2 separate regions of the Zea mays genome follow, and region 2 is linked to region 1. The links are chromatin contacts, called in public Hi-C maps. All regions are on one chromosome and are shown on one strand. The core of a region is the stretch at or near the end of the contact, and the rest is flanking DNA. Distances in the headings are between cores, read along the strand shown. Region 1 holds the start of LOC100275374. Region 2 holds the start of LOC100501213 (probable E3 ubiquitin ligase SUD1).

What was found. A called contact is a pair of places that touch in the nucleus more often than the background predicts.
Region 2: a Hi-C map of tassel shows a contact between it and region 1, with 2.6 times the contacts expected there. The contact joins the promoter of LOC100501213 here to the promoter of LOC100275374 in region 1. A contact is called at or near these places in 2 of 25 Hi-C or Micro-C datasets (leaf and tassel).

Annotation. Positions count from the first base shown.
Region 1 is chr6:107,010,211-107,013,041 of Zm-B73-REFERENCE-NAM-5.0, reverse strand. It overlaps LOC100275374, which reads left to right and starts at 1,337. Exons shown (of 5, transcript NM_001371650.1): 1 at 1,337-1,637; 2 at 2,021-2,186; 3 at 2,386-2,567; 4 at 2,690-2,831. The coding sequence starts at 1,428. It overlaps LOC103629710 (zealexin A1 synthase-like), which reads left to right. Exons shown (of 2, transcript XM_008650823.4): 2 at 1-508. The coding sequence ends at 413.
Region 2 is chr6:107,146,656-107,149,486 of Zm-B73-REFERENCE-NAM-5.0, reverse strand. LOC100501213 (probable E3 ubiquitin ligase SUD1) reads right to left here and starts at 1,448. Exons shown (of 9, transcript XM_008650826.3): 1 at 939-1,448. The coding sequence starts at 1,175. LOC103629712 reads left to right here and starts at 1,477. Exons shown (of 5, transcript XM_035960096.1): 1 at 1,477-2,831.

The DNA of each region.
Region 1 (2,831 bases), core at 88-2,587:
CCTTGCCGCTCCTGCTCCCACGGGAGTGCCGGAGCTCGTGCCAGGTCCAGGGGTTCGACGTGCCGGCGGGCACGATGGTGTTCGTGAACGCGTGGGCGATCGCTAGGGACCCCAGCCACTGGGACAGGCCTGAGGAGTTCGTGCCTGAGAGATTTGAAAGCAGCAGCGTCGACTTCAAGGGGACGGACTTCGACTACCTACCGTTCGGGGCAGGACGAAGGATGTGCCCGGGCATGGCGTTTGGGCTCGTGAGCATGGAGCTTGCGCTCGCTAGCCTCCTCTACCATTTTGACTGGGAGCTGCCGCCTGGGATGACGGCCGCGGATGTAGACATGACCGAGAAGATGGGGGTCACGGCTCGACGGCTCCACCACCTCCTGCTTGTCCCCTCCGCCCGAGTGCCCGTGACCTAGCTAGGTCTGGTCCACGAGCAGAACCTGGAAACTTCGCATACTTGGATAACGCTGAATATCAATACTTGCTTAATAAATTCAGCTATTTTGGATAACGTTTTGCCTCATTTTTTTAACAAGTCCATAATCCGATTCCGTGCACTGCTACTTATGTGCTAGATCTTTTTACCGCACTGTTAGTTTTCTACTTTTTCTTGCGGTGAAATTTGTCTACTTGGGCTTAGGTTTTTAAGTCAAAGTGAGGGCTTGTTTGCCACGGCTCCGGCTTCACCAAAAATGACTTCGGCTCTACCTTCTCTTCAAAAACAATTTATCTATAGAAGCTAGTGTTTTTTAACAAATCGACTAACGAAATGGTTACTCTTGGCACAAGAGAAAGGCAAGAAGAGTAGGGGAAGAGCCGCTATGAGCCAAATTTTTTTTGGCTCCACCTTCTCTATAAAAAATGGTTTCAGGCGGATCTTAAATCAGTTTGGAAAAGCTCTTTTTAGCCATTTTTTTTGGCTCCGCCTTCTCTTTACTGTGAGCTCTTTTTTAGACTGTTTGGAAAAGCTCGTCCAAGAGTCGAAGCCGGATCTTAAGTCAGTTTGGGAGCCCTCATAAATATGTCCTGAGTGTTTAGATATTTCTAACTTTATTTTAAGATTTAATAAGCTATTAGTTCAATAAAAGGAAACTCTGAGACGGTGCCGTTGTCATGCATGCACGACAGCACGAGGACGAGTCCAACTTTTGTGCTGAAAAAAGCCCGAGCTGGTGGGGCCCATAGACGGTCGCGATCGAGTCCATGGGCCGTGGTCCATCGCATGGCAGGTCGGCAACCCGGCCGGCCGTGTCCTCCAAGACTTCGCCTTCCGCGACCCGACCGCCGCGACCACTATATATAACCGCGTACGCCCCCACCCCACGAGCGGCCGTGAAATCGCGCTCCGATTTGTGCTTCTGCGACTTCAATCGGCCAGTCCGAAAAATCCAAGGACATTGCCGGGCGGAACCCTCCCCTCCACCCACATCATGGCGGCGACGACTGTGGCAAGCCGGAAGCGAGGGACGGCGGCCTTCCTCGATGACCCCTTCTCCTTCCCCGGCGACCTGCCGTGCCTGCAGACGAAGCGCGGCCGGTGCTCGTCGTCGATTGTTGCCGCCGACCTCGGCCTCAGCTTCCCGCTGGAGTTCGACCCGGTCGAGGCACTCCATCTCATCTTCCCGGGCGAGGATCGGCAGGTGCGTCGATGCGCGTTTAACGATCAAATTTCGTACATAGATTGTTTACTGATTATTAGTCCTAATCAATCACGGTGGCTTTGTGCTGCAACTAGCTTGATATCTTTACAATACATAGTTGACTGCGAAATTCAGTGCCTTTTGAATTTCAATCGGCCTGTCGAACATAAGTTGGCTTGAGCTCAAATATTTAACCTTAAATAGGAGTGCATGATAAAATACAGCTCTATCTATGTGCCTAAACGGCTAAACCTGTACTTAGTGATTTCTGTTGGTTTCAACTCTAACCTACTGCCTATCCAACTTATTTGGAACTAAAAGACTTTGCCATTGTTGTTACCATAGGATTTATGCACCTAAAACCTTTTCCCCTTAATTGCAAGGTTCTACAAAACCATTTACAAGCGTCAGGAAATGTCCTGGATGCTGCGATCAGAGCATACAAAGATTATTTGGCAGAAAGAAGCAAAGAATCTGCTTCTGCCATCAACTATGTTCCATCCGACAACGAGGAAGGAGATAGCATTCTATCTGAATCTGAATCTGATGGTACGCAGCATCTGCATATATTGCAGCCAAAATATCAGCACTAATATCTTCCTATATTTCCATCACAATTAAGAAAATAAAAAAAGTCACACTGATGCCATGTTTCATATATCGATATATTTTCATGAAACCAAAGTTATTTAATCATTTGAATCAGCTACCGTTAACTTAAACCTTACTGCATCGATGGTTACTGCAGTTTACCTAAAAGAAGAAACCATTCCCACCAATTGCTCTGGATGGGCTGAGGTCATCGTCAAGGAGATGTCCTCTGCTTCGGATTTGACCGATGCCAAGAACCGCGCCTTCAAGATACTCAAACTGTTTGAGAAATCGGCTGACAGGAGCAGTAGCCCAGATGAAAAGAGAGAAGTGAACAAGGTATCAAGATTGTCTAAACTTAGACACTTGTTTATTATATCACCAACCATGCTTAACAGTTAACAATGCTTAGTTCTTCCTTCTTCCTCTCAAGCTGACCTGAATAGTTGTCGTCAATCCAGGAGCACGAGATAGTGAAGCAGATGCTAGGATCCCTGCTCCACCAGAACGGCGTTCTGAAGCGCGCGTTCCTCATACAGCACAACCGACTCAAGGAGTACCAAGAGATGGTGCAGGAGCGGTCTCAGTTCAACCAGATTCTCG
Region 2 (2,831 bases), core at 199-2,698, 140 kb before region 1:
TCATCATGAGTTTATTTTTGCTTTGCAATACAAGCCATTACCACCCAGCCATTGAGTTGTGCTAGGAACCCCCAACAAACACTTGTTCAGTCATTTGCCATAGACTAACAAAATGAATTGGAAAATTATATGGCGCCCTCTTTAGCTAAAATACCATGTTGCAATGTTTAAAAAATCATCACAAAAATCATTAAGTTCACCTAAAGCCGTAACAATTCAGTTTGAAATTCATCTTTAGTATTGAGATTAAAAAAACAGAAGTGTGACTGACTGACTGTCAGCACATGATGGACAGTGCCAGGTTGACTGCTTGTCTATTTTGCTTCTCTACATCTATGATGAATTTCAAACTGAAATATTATAGCTATTCTTAACTTTATGTGTACTATATACATGGTTTTTGTGACCATCTTTTAAACATTGCAACATGGTATTTTAGCTAACGAGTGCACTAAGCTAAATCTGCACTCAAATGAATTATACAATAGGGGGTTCTTTCTAATGATTCCAATCCTCTAGAATTCATCTATTCTCCCCTTGTTACAAAGGGGTCCTACGAGAAGACAAGGCAACTGAAACTGCAAACCAGTCATCAATACCAAGTGAATAGTTTCACTGCTAAGAAGCACAGGCAGACTCTACAGATTAAAGATTTTTATGCCTCTGAAAATACTCCGAAACCACAACAGCATCAGAGCATTATGAAAATTCCTTTGCTACCCGAATAATCATCAGAAGCATCCAATTGTCATGATTTTCAACCCTAATCCCCTATTTTGACCCAAATATAATGTCAAAGCAGAGAAACAGCACCAATAGCACCAGCTCAACATTCAGCCGATCGATTCGACCACGCAGTCGAACTAACCAATCCCTAAAGCAACGACCCAGCGGCGTATCCATCCGCGGGGTGAGGGCAGGGACGGAGGCGGTTTTACCTCGCACTGGCGCGAGTTGCTATGGTCGAGCCACTGGAGGAGGCAGTCCTGGTGCACGAACTTGATGCTGCCGCTGCAGGCGCACGGGTACCGCAGTGGGTGATCCTCGTCGCCATGGTTACGGCAGATCCGGCACACGTCCCCCTCCTCCTCCCCTTCGTCGTCCTCCTCCCCGTGCGGCGGCCGCGGCTCCTCCGGCACCTCGCCCGCGACGGCCCGTTCGGCGATCTCCGCCATGGCTGCCTCGACGGGTCGGCGGCGAGGCTAGCCGCGTTCGATCGATCGCCCGGGGGGCGGTACGCGGATAGGGGATGAAGGCGGCGGTGGCCTGGGCCCTGGTGTGGTGGGGGAGGAAATGGCAGCGAAAAGAGGAAGAAAAGAACGTGGGTCGTGGGGTTCTTCGTACGCGCTGCTGACGAGGCGGTGGGATTGGGAATGTGGGAGCTGGTCTGCTGCAATCCAGTGCAATTCTTCTGTCCCAACCCATGTCCTGCGTAATAAGGCTAGCCGCACTCGCTACTGGACACGCGAACGCTATCCTTTAGCGTAGAAATTTTTGCCGCAGCGGGAGACAGGATGAGCTACCCTATGCAGCGTAAGAGTGAACGCTATATCTGGCATAACTCTATCTCGCTCTCCTCTCCTCGGCGCAAACTACCGCACGCGCACGCGCCTTCCGTCCGAGCGCCGGCGTTTTGCTCCCTCGCCCGCGGCTGGTCGGCGGCACGCGAGGCAGGGACGTGCTCCGAGCGCACGAGGCAGGGACGTGCTCCGTCGCCCGGGCAACGAGCAGGCGCAGGCGAGGCAGGCATAGGCTCGGGCGACGCATCTAGGCGAGACTGAAGCGGGGGAGCCGGGAAGCACGCCGGACGAGGCGGAGGCGGGCGCAGCGAGCCTGGATCCGGAGGCGGAGGCGGGCGCGGCGAGTGGATCCGGAGGCGGAGGCGGGCGCGGCGAGCCTGGATCCGGAGGCGCGGCAAGCCTGGATCCGGAGGCGGAGGCGGTACCGGACCCCGACGCGGCAACCTGGAGCAAGCAAAGTCGTCCCCCAGATCCGGAGGCTTGGAGGTTGGGGGAGGAGAGGAAGAAGTCGGATCTGCTCAGGGAAGCGCAAAGGGGAACCGCAAGCGACGACGTTCGAAGGAGGTAGAGGCATCATCGGAGGAGAGTTCCACCGCGCGGTCTGCTCGTCCATTTCGTCGATTTAGGTAATTTATGAATCCAGTAGATCTTGTTTTGAATGAGATTCATTGTTTGTGAACTTGTTTTGAATGAGATTCAAATATATATGTATGTGTGTGAACTCTGAAATACTTATTTATAGGCTAACAATGTGTCTAACGATTTCTTGATATATACACCTGTCCAGAGGCGGATCTACAGTGTGGGCAATGTGGGCCATGGCCCCACATCAATTTTTGTAATATTCATAATACCATATAGGATTAGATTAGAGGGAGCAGGAGTCTCAGGTCCATTTCGTTCCAGCGTCCATCCGGTCACGGCCCATGCCCCATTGGCCCATTCGTTGTTCACCCAGGAGGCCAGAATCTCAGCTCTTTCGTCACGTCTTGTGTTGGCCGCCTGCCGCCGCCGGCCGCCTGCATCCCACCGCGGCATCGCCGATCGCGTCATCGCGACATCGCCCCACACCACAGGACACCACATAGTACTTTCATATTTTATTTGCATATTGTAGTTTCATATTTTATTTTCATGTTGTGTTGCCTAGCTAACTAATTATTTTTGTAAGATAGATATGTGAATAATCAAGGCCATGTGATGGAACGGTTTCTTGCCCTCAAGCATGTCAAGGATACTACATCAGATGCCTTGAAGGAAGCTATTTTTGGCCTTCTTGATCACCATGGATTATCTATATCCAAGATAAGG